3 separate regions of the Mus musculus genome follow, and regions 2 and 3 are each linked to region 1. Evidence: chromatin contacts called from public HiChIP or PLAC-seq and promoter capture Hi-C data. All regions are on one chromosome and are shown on one strand. The core of a region is the stretch at or near the end of the contact, and the rest is flanking DNA. Distances in the headings are between cores, read along the strand shown.

Region 1 (3,348 bases), core at 573-3,072:
GGGAGGAGCGAGGGCATCAGTCCAGGTTCCTGAGGGCTAGGCAGCCCTGGGCTGCATTTTGCTGTCCAACACCTGCACAAAGGTTATTTCATTTCCTAAGTGTTTTGTGGCTGAACCTGACTCATGAGTGCTGTCAGGAGGCTCCTGCTGGAGCATAGCTCTGACTGTCCTTCCATCCTCAGGGCATCCTGATGTGTCTGGGTCCACCTCTGCCCCATCACTGAAGGAGCTCCAGAAACATGGGCAGCCTACTCCGGGGAAGAGCTCACATTTGCCAACTCCTGCTGGCCTCTTTGATGATGATGATAACGACAATGATGAAGATGATAATAACTTTTTTATGCCATCTTCTAGCAAGCCTTCTAAGACCGGTACCACTTTTAGGCTAATTCTGGGAACTTAGAGAAGAAAATTAAACTTAAGGGGACACAGTTCTTCACATTCGGTGTCTCTTACAGTTCCAGAATGCCTTACTTACTGAACATTACTGTCATTGTCTTATCTATGCTTAAATTGTGCTATAGCCTTGGGGGGGTCCCTCATAGGTCAATCTTTTCTGCTTTGGGAATCAATTACTGAGGTTATCTTCTTTAATAGGGAGCTGAACTTCTTCTGTATTCTTTTCTTAAAGTTTTTGCTTCTGCCTTTCACATTACAGGCAGAAATTTAGTCACACTTCCTCCTAGCAACTCCGGGTAGTTACATGAGCGGAACATTGCGTGCTTGTTGCTTAATTCCCAGCTTCTCTTTTTTCTGCCAGAGGGCTCGTATTGTTTTTGCTTTGGTGCATCCTCTCCCCTCCTCCGAGGTCCACACTGATGTCCTTCCTGTGCTTTTACTCTCTGACGGAGCTATGCCTGGGGAGTCAGGAAAGCTGTGGTCTTTCTGTTTAGTGGGTCTTTGTTCGATTTTGAAAAGAATGAGCTGCTGGAGGGATGGCTCAGATGTTCTGGGTACGTTCTACACGTCCTGGGAACGATGCCCGGACCTCCAGCTGTGCAAGGGCAAAGATAGGATCCTCCAGCTGTGCAAGGGCAGAGATAGGATCCTCCAGCTGTGCAAGGGCAGAGATAGGATCCTCCAGCTGTGCAAGGGCAGAGATAGGGTCCCCGGGCTTTGCTGGCTTTGAGGCAGGTAGAGAAAACACAAGCCCCAAGATCAGGGGAAGACCCTATCTCAAAGGACTAGGTAGAGAGAGAGTAGTAGGACACCGGACACCTTCTGACCTCTGTATACATGCACACACACCCACCCCAAAACCTGAGCAAACAATGCAACACATAAACAAACAAACAAACAAACAAACAGAAATCTCGTAAAAAAAAATGAGGCATTTACTTTTCTACCCTGGGATATTTGGGATATTTCCATTGTACATTAAATGGAAAACACAAATGGTAGGTCATTTTACTCAGATTATTCCAAATTTATAATCTTATGAATAGCTGATATAAACATAAGGTAAGATTTAGAAGTGTGTGTACCAAGCTCTTGTGTCTGTCTTGTCTAGGTGGGCAGGTGGAGATGAGGGAATGCCAGCATTTGGTTTCATCTATTTCTGTATAGTTTGGTCTTTAATGAAAACAGGAGTCACCCTTCACATCTCCGTCCTACAGTTAATGACTTTTTGGCTCCTTAAAGTGATCTTTACTCTTTATCCCCATCTTGGATATACTTAGCACAGGAGTCTTCTGTTTGGAGAAGGTTCATTCATATGGTTAGCGTCTTTTGATTTATTTGAACTGCTGTTGCAGAGTGCCAGGGCTGTGGATCTGGGGAGAGCAGCTCTGTGGCAGAGCACTTGACTGCATGTCGCCCTCTCTGGTCAGCCCCGAGAACTGCAGGGAAGCAGCAGGGAAAGGAAGCAGCCGAACTAAAGGCAGAGCAGGGCTCCACTCACTTTGTATTTCTCTGTAAATGAGCAAAAAATAAGACACCTTCCATATTTATCTGTGGAAGAGAAGAAGTGTGTGTCTGTGTGTCTGTGTGTCTGTGTGTGTGTGTGTGTGTGTGTATTTTGACCTTAGTGTAATTTTTATGCTGTGGTTTCTCTTTTAAGACAAAGTCAAGTCCACTGCCATTATCTTTGATGATGACGAAGGAGATCTGTTTAAAGAAAAAGCAGAAGCTTTGCCGGCAGCTTCTGTGAGCCAGACACATGAAAGCAAAACGCGGGCAGATAAAACGGTGAGTGGAGGTGGACTGAGGGACATTGGCCTGGGCAGCTTACAGTAGCCGTTTATCTGGGTCTCAGAGGCACGTAGAGTTCTCCTTCATGTTTGCTGTCCTAGTTTGCTTTCTGTTGCTGTGATAAACACTGGCCAAAGCAACGTAGGGGAGGGAAAGGTTTATTTTACAGGTTGCAGCCTGTCCTTGAGGGAAGCCAAGAGAAGACTTCAAGGAGGCGGCAGTGGAAGAACACGGCTGCTGACTTCAGTGTTTTGCTGGCTTGCTCAGCTGCCTTTCTTACACAGCCCGGGCCCACCTGCCCAGAGGTGGCAAAGTTAGCAACCGAGAAAACACCTGGTAGACATGCCCACTGGCCAATCGGATGGAAGAGTTCTTTAGTTGAGTTTCCCACTTCCCGAATATGCCAGGTTGACAATCAAGAGTAGCAACTACATTTATATTAAGAATTTTGAAAAAAAAAAAGAATTTTGAACATAAAATTGAAAAGCACAATGAAACTCTAAATAACTTCTAATCAGATCTGTGAGATTAGTGAGGATTTGCCAAATATATGTCTGAGCCTTCGTGCAAGCATGCTGTTTTCAGGATTATTTGGAAGTGATTTGTAGTTGTTATGTTTTACCACCCTACATGTTTTATTAGGCAGTTCTGGGAATGCTGTTTTATCCCCACATGCCAGAGGCTGGCAGTAACTCTATAGAAGAGTCTCATGGCAGTCTGCATCCATGAGGCTCCAGGTAGCCATAACATTTCTTTTATAAAATAATACTCAATATAATACTGATTTAAAATAATTTTATACATAGTTGGTATTCTGTCTTTTTCCCCCGTGAGACATCTTATTCTACAGATGTCCTATATAGGTTTTTCTTTCTTTAGTGTATGTGTATATGTGTATGTGTATATGTATCAATACCTATATGTATGTATATACTTACATATATATGAGGGAATTTATTAGGGGATTTATTTAGAAAGGGAATTTTCTTGAATGGTTTACAGGCTAGGCCAGCTAGTCCAACAATGGCTGTCTACTAGTGGAAGGTCCAAGAATCTAGTAGTTGTTCAGTCGGCCAGGCTGTATATCTCAGATGGTCTTCAATATACACTGGAATCCTAAAGAAGTAGGCTCCAGTGCTAGTGAAGGAATGGACTTGC
Region 2 (3,348 bases), core at 594-3,093, 440 kb after region 1:
TCAGCCCCGATATCTTGGGCATGAGAACACTTATCCACCCTCTCACATCAGACCCATCCAAATGCAGGCTAAACTCGGAAGCATCAGGTTAAGAAGCTAGCCTGCCTGTCCCTCCAGAAAGCTCTACAGGATCTCCAAGACTCTAGATCAGCTCCTAAACATTTTGAGCCACGTACTCTTCTTATCTTAGGTGAACATTCTAGATGTTGGCTTCTTCTAGGCTTTTCTAGAGTCTTTCAAAGCCACTCTGGTCCTCTTTCTTCCTTTCCCACTGAGATGGGGTGGTGATCCCATCAATTGCTTTGGAGTCCATCCCTTGGGCCAGCTCTCCTGGGAGATTCATCTGTGTCTCACTTACTCCTTCTGGACTGCAAAGCAGTTCTGTGAATTGTCTAGTCCTTACAACACTATGACGCATTAACCAATATTCCCACATGAGTGGGAAAACAAGACAAAGGTGAAGCCAAAAACCAACCAATGAACAGCAGTAGGGTCCTCTTTAGACACAAGAGTCTGGATGGTTGATTCTGGTCTCTTAATTTTTCTATCCTATATGGCTCTTGGCAAATTCTTAACCTATGTTAAGGCTGGGTCCAGCCTTCAGGTTCTGTGGCAGACTCAAAATTCACGCTCTCTCTGTCTCCTTTCCACAGAAGCAAGAGGGCCTTCCTGCCTGCCCATACTGCTTTCATGGAATATGAAGTGCGAGATTGTTTCTCTATCCTTCTGGCTCCCTTTGAATCACAGTTATTATCCTGTATGGCATGTAGATATGTTATGGATTCCCCAGTGGTTTCCAAAGACTGTGAAAGTTCCCACACTCTGTGACTGAATGCCTGCCCAGCTTAGTGATAAACCTGGCTGGATTGTGGCCACAGCTTGTAAAGTTTTAGGTAAAAAAACAAATAAACAAAAAACCTCACATGGATTCTTTTTCTGTCAGAATGTTCATGGACAGAAGACTCATTTTTACCAGATCCTAATGACACAACACCTCACTATTTCTCAATGGGTGGAGAATTTGATCAGTTCATTTCTCCCTGGTGTGTCTGGCTAGAGAGCACAACTGTCTTTGGGGCATTTAATAACTACATTATTAAATCAAACAAGTAAAACAAGAGTGTTAAGTTCCTTAAACTCAAGCACTGATACCCTGTCAGCCGGTCTGATGACAGAGGTGGCTTGTAAGTGACTCTAACAGGTGCATGGAGTGTGCATGTGAGGGACATGGAGACTTTGTGCCTAGGCAGGAAGAAGTCGGATGGTTAGATTTCATCAGCTCCTCAGAATGGCATTCAGCTTAAAACTCTTCAGATATTTATTTCCACATTTTTCCACTTAATAATTTGAGACCATGGTTGCCCCAGTTATAGAAAGTAGAGACAGGTAGAAGTTACTGCTTCCTGGCTGAGGACCCTCACAAGGGGTGGGGGTGGGGCTTTCTATTTGCCAGGCAGTAAGATGAAGCCTAGCACACCCTCAGTACCAATGCAATCTCTACTCTTCAACCCCCTGACTCCTTGCCTATTACCCTCAAGATGGACATCACCCCTAAATGGCCGTTTGATGGCGGAAGCAGGAGAATTACTGTTGGCTGTGAGAAATGGGAGGACCTGGGGGAGACAGGTTTAGAGGCAACCTTAGAACTATCCCATCAACACAGCTTTGCCCACTGAGAAGCGAGCTCAGCCATGGCCTTCGGAGAAGCCAGGCCCTTTGCAGAGCAGGCTTTGGCCTACATTGTAAGGCAGCACTGCCCCAGCAGAGATCAGAGCTGGGGACTCCCTGTGTATTCTCGTTGGCCCAGCAACAGGGGTTTCAAAACAGAGCCTGGTTCCCTCTGCTTGGCTTGTTGAAAGGGTGGGTGAATTCCTGTTCTGGGTAGTTCCTTAAATGCTGCTGAGCAGAACTGTTTGGCCCTGTTTGGATAAGCAAAGACTGTCTCCTTCATTAAGCACCACTGAGTGACGGTGGTGGTGGGGTTTCGTCATACAGAGCCTTGCCTAAGTAGAAGGTCCTTTCGTACTCCTAGCCCTCACTCAGAGCCAGATTCCTCCCATCCCAGGCTCATCACCTGCTCATGAACCCTGATTCCCAACTCCTCATGGGTCCCAGCGGCGGCATCTGGGTACACAGGAGTTTGAGAACCACAGTCTTTGTCCCAGCCCCCACTGTTTTCACCAGGAGAAACACCGGCTGGGACCCCCCTATCCTAGACTGTATTTCACCTTCCCAGAGTGGCCTCGCTCCCCAGCAGTGAGGAAGAAATGCAGCCCTAACACCCTTGCATTTTGTCTCCCCAAGCAGCACATAGGAAGCATTCTGCCACCCTGGCAGTGAGGAAGAAATGCAGCCCTACACAGCCTCAGAGTGCTTGACACTCTGTCTTTTCAATAGCTTGTAAGGCACTAGGCACCAAAAGAGACTCTGCTCCGCCAGCACACAGGAGTGGAGCAAGCCCAGGCCAGGGTGGGGCAGAATTTCTGACCTGCCGCTTCTTCACTATTTATAATCCCATTTAATAAGTGATCCCTCTGGGGGCACCAGTGCAGTGTGTGTGTGTGTGTGTGTGTGTGTGTGTGTGTGTGTGTGTGTAAGGGGTGATGCTCTTCTGCCTCACACTTGTCTATGGCCCATTGTGGTGTGACAAAGTGAGTACAAGATTCATTGGCTCCCCCATGAGTCAGTCTTTCCAGAGCTGTACATACAGCAGTAATACAAAATGTAAGCCAGGCTCATTCCTGCAATCCCAAACTGTGACAGGAGGATCGCTGCAAATTGAAGTTCAACTTGAGCTCCAGAATGACATTATATCTAAGAAAGAAAAGCAAAAAAGGTAGCCGTGTCTAGAGATTAAAGGGCTGGCTTACTTTAGGGATATTTGTTACAGAGATCACAGGGAACTGGGGACACATTCCTCTTTTTAAAATGTAGATCTTCTGACTTGCTCATAGGAAACCAGAAACCTGGTTTGTTTGGTTTGGTTTGGATTGCTTTGTTTTTTTTCAAGATAGGGTTTCTTTACGAAGTTCTGGCTATCCCTGACTCTTTTTTTGTAGACCAGGCTAGAATTGAACTCACAGAGATCCGTCTGCCTTTGCCTCACAAGTGATGGGCTTAAAGGTGTGAGCCACGACGCCCAGCTGAAATCTGGGTTTTTATGGGTTGGTGTACCACCACTTAAAGTTTGGTGCTTTGGGCAGAAGCACTTGCTGCCTAAGAATAACTATGTAAAATGATTAGCAATCTTTCCCAGCTCCTTGACGGAGTCATGTTACCTTTCTGCTATAAAAAGGACATGTGTGGATCACGTTCTGGATGGCGCATTAACAACTGGTCTCCTGACGG
Region 3 (3,348 bases), core at 502-3,001, 330 kb before region 1:
ACCACCATTGTTCTTAGCACTGGCTTAGTGCAGAGGAGATGGTCAGGCTCTCTGATTCCCACAGCAGTGTGGCAGTGTCCCCATACCCTCTTGACATGATTCACAGTGCTACTTTTAGTTTAGCCAAAAAAAGCTAAGGAAATGGTCAAAAATATTTAACCTTTCCTAGACTTATGAGTGCCCATCTGATAGATCAAGGGAGAAGAGTGAATGGCTTCCAGCCTCTCCTGTCCTCTTTCCCTGCTTTCTCTCCCATAGCCAAGTGGAGAGTCTCCTCTTGCCCAGGCTACTGATACTGAAGTACCTGCAGACATATGTGGTACCTGCCTCTTGTTAACAACAGAGCACACTTCAGAGCTGGGCTTTTTCCCAGCCTGTTCTCTCAGCCTGACTTCTCTATCCCTGCTTCTAAAATGCATAGCACTCTTCCTCTATTCTGTACTCACCTTGAGGCCTCCCCAGGCCTGGTAAAGGAGTTTGGAATAGCTGTGCAAATGCCAACCATATCACACAGAGTTGGAGGTGTCGCTGCTCAGTGGTAGAGCACTGGCTAGCATGCACAAGGCCCTGTCTCAATACACAGTGCATGAAGAAAAGTCAAGCTACCCAATAATTACCTACATATTTTTAGATCAGATAAGCATTGGGAAGTATTAGACTAGGGCTTTAGGAATTCAGGAGGGGGGAAGTTCCTTCTCCTGCCCCACCTAGAAATGCAAGCCTGTAAAGAATACCAATAGGTTTTCAGGGTGTCTTCGGGCTATAGCTAGAAATAAAGTTATATTCTCTAGTCAGTTACCCTTCACATCTAGAGCCTAAGAGCCAGCTCGTATTATTACTGCCCTGCTATAGAGCATGCGGCCAGATAAAGGGAACTGGAGCTGGGATATATCCTTCTCTTCATTTCATACCCCACCTCGCATCCCAGAACACTCAAGAATAGACACGAGCATATCAGATCGCTGGGTTCTTTGTTAAAATGGTATTTCTTTAGTCATTTTACTTGACAAATGAAAATTGTGTGTATATTTCTTGTGGGTAGCATGATATTTTGAAAAGTCGTAGAGCTTTGAGCATAGACTTTGACTGATGTTTTGTTTTAATCCTGAATCCTTGGCTTTTCTCTCCCCTGGGTGTCAGTCGGTTTTTCAGGACTCAGACTTGTGGAAGGAGGGGCCTGGCCTAGAAGGGTGCTCCCACTAGATGGCACAGGAGAGCTGCTTAGCTGCCAGCTCATCTGTTCCCTGCTCCCCACTTCCCTCTGTGGAAGTTACTCACAGTCTTGTGACTGACCACTCCGAATAGCACCCTGACTCTGCGGTATATCAAGGCTGAAGGATGCTAGTGACAGACTTATCAAATTCAGAAATCCAGTGCTCAGAACCAGACAGGCCCTTGAAGAGGTGTCACTTGCTTGCCTGACCACAAAGAAGGCTGCTGGATCCCATCCATAGGAAGGAAATAGCTCAAGGTCCTGTTGGGCTGAGACCAGAGTCTTTTTTTCCTACTCTGCCCATTACCAGGGACCTGCATCCATACATGGTTTAAAAAACACAAATCAGAAGGGCAGATTTTACTTTTGTCCACACTGCCTGACTGACCAGTTCCTCGCGGATACTGGGTACTGTGCAATGTGCTCGTCACCCCAGCTCTTCAGCAGAAATTCAAGGCCAGCCTAGGTAACATAGTCAGTCCCTGTTTCAGAAAGAAAGCCACTTGCCAGGCCTCTCCTGGGCAGTGCTTGCCTAATCCTGCCGTCTGCCACTGCTCATGCTCAGACAGGAAGAGTCGTCCCTAGGGAATCTGCCTCGTACTTGTGCGGTTGGCTCAGGGAGATTTAGCTCTCTGTTTAATTGGCCAAACTTCCCATTTCCAATGTGAACCCATGAACTAGGGAAGGGGACAGAGGCCAAGTGAAATTCCTGTGTCCCCGGCCTTTGAATAGATCCTGGCCCTGTAGAGTAGAAAGATGAAATCACCCTGTGGCCATCTGTGAGGCAGCCGGAAACGGGATGACATGATCATTTTCCCCCATTCTTCTAGCATAGAGGGTGCCTAGCAGTGGCCAAGGGCAGTTGTGCATCCTAAACCATGATGGCTCAGAAGCTGCTGCTCTGGGCATGTGTCAGTCCATTCCACATGGACAACACAGAAAGCACAGCTGGGTATAGATGTTGCCATCAGAGCACACAGAGGTTCAGTTCCCTTAAGTCTCTCATGGTACCCGAGAGCAGCAAAAAGCATTTCACTGGCACCAGTCTGCCGGACCCTCACAACCTTCTAGAAATCCATACATCAGAAGTTTGTACCCCTACTGGAGTGCAAGCAGGGGATGCGCATTCAGGATTAACATGCAAGTCTACTTTCTAGAGACCAGGAGATTATCCCCTACCGTCCTCTTTCAGAACTGCTCTTTCCCGAGCCTTTTCCTCCTCTCCCTGTGTGCCCTGTGAGTGAGCAGAGCTGTCTACTGCTTCCCATCCAAATCACAGGGAGAAGCGTGCAGGCTCTTGTCTCTGTGTCTTGCCTGCTCTGCAGATGCCATTGACTGGAATCAGCACGGCTTGCCTTTCCCTTATGAGCAGTATCTGGCAAGGGGTTCCACTGTAGACTGTAGGATCATAGTTCTGTTTTACTTAATCCCAAAATGATTGATGCTCCCAGGACTTCTTTACAGTTCTTTGTAAGGACTAATCCTTGAGATGAAGGCAGGATGAGCCTCTCTGGGTGGCACACCTCCCAAGCACACAATGATGACTCGAGCTTCCCTCCTCTGCTTGCTGGCTCTCTTTCTAGAGCTTGGTGTATCCCACCCCCATCAGCCTGTGGAGAACAAGAAGGCAGCTGACTCTATTCTTATTCCTTTCCCATAGGCCTTCACCAGAGTCCAGGACCTTCGATACCTAGAACTGATCAGCAGTATTGAGGTAACTGATGAAAGCATTTTCTGTCACAGGATGCAATGGCCTGTAATACTGAGGACACGAGGACAAAGGCCCTGTAGTCTGTTCTGGGGATAGAGTGGCCCAAGAGGCAACACCCGATTAACCACTTGGTAGTTGAATAAGGCGGAAGGTTTGGGTCTCTCTAAGCTCTGGTTCCTTGTCCTAAGATGGGATCTATACGCTAGGCAACAGTGATACTCACCTTTCATTCAAGCACTCAGGAGGCAGAGGCAGGTGGATCTCTGAGTTCAAGGCCAGCCTGGTCTACAGAGTGAGTTCCAGGACAGCCAGGCTACACAGAGAAACCTTGTCTCAAAAATCCAAGATGGGGGTCTATCCTGTGGTACTGCTGTAAGACAGTCAGACTCTTAGAACCTGGTATACCCCTCTGGAATGAGTAGCT

The links. HiChIP or PLAC-seq counts read pairs in DNA pulled down with a chosen protein or histone mark. Capture Hi-C pulls out chosen DNA fragments and counts their contacts.
Region 2: a contact with region 1 is called in an H3K4me3 HiChIP or PLAC-seq map of bone marrow-derived macrophages, with 3 times the contacts expected there. The contact joins two enhancer-like sites. A contact is called at or near these places in 1 of 115 datasets of contacts at active chromatin or transcription factors (bone marrow-derived macrophages) and 1 of 9 other capture datasets (pancreatic islet).
Region 3: a promoter capture Hi-C map of adipose tissue shows a contact between it and region 1. The contact joins two enhancer-like sites. A contact is called at or near these places in 1 of 39 promoter capture datasets (neural stem cells), 1 of 15 datasets of contacts at CTCF or cohesin (large pre-B cells), 6 of 484 Hi-C or Micro-C datasets (bone marrow-derived macrophages, cerebellum, cortical neurons and 2 more), 1 of 115 datasets of contacts at active chromatin or transcription factors (microglia) and 2 of 9 other capture datasets (adipose tissue and liver).

The regions. Positions count from the first base shown.
Region 1 is chr6:116,227,164-116,230,511 of GRCm38.p6, forward strand. It overlaps Washc2 (WASH complex subunit 2`), which reads left to right. Exons shown (of 31, transcript NM_026585.3): 15 at 183-371; 16 at 2,060-2,187. Among named protein-coding and RNA genes, the nearest start is that of Gm52873, 10 kb to the right of the region's middle. Within about 2 kb of position 1,823, at least 143 of the 459 cell types and tissues checked have an H3K27ac peak or open chromatin away from gene starts, as enhancers often do. A contact at or near this core is called in adipose tissue, bone marrow-derived macrophages, liver and 1 more, where this site is marked.
Region 2 is chr6:116,662,383-116,665,730 of GRCm38.p6, forward strand. The region is part of intron 1 of Rassf4 (Ras association (RalGDS/AF-6) domain family member 4); the gene reads right to left. Among named protein-coding and RNA genes, the nearest start is that of Rassf4, 9.8 kb to the right of the region's middle. Within about 2 kb of position 1,844, at least 56 of the 459 cell types and tissues checked have an H3K27ac peak or open chromatin away from gene starts, as enhancers often do. A contact at or near this core is called in bone marrow-derived macrophages, where this site is marked.
Region 3 is chr6:115,899,985-115,903,332 of GRCm38.p6, forward strand. Ift122 (intraflagellar transport 122) reads left to right here. Exons shown (of 29, transcript NM_001167763.1): 16 at 2,874-2,927. Among named protein-coding and RNA genes, the nearest start is that of Rho, 30 kb to the right of the region's middle. Within about 2 kb of position 1,752, at least 129 of the 459 cell types and tissues checked have an H3K27ac peak or open chromatin away from gene starts, as enhancers often do. A contact at or near this core is called in adipose tissue, bone marrow-derived macrophages, liver and 1 more, where this site is marked.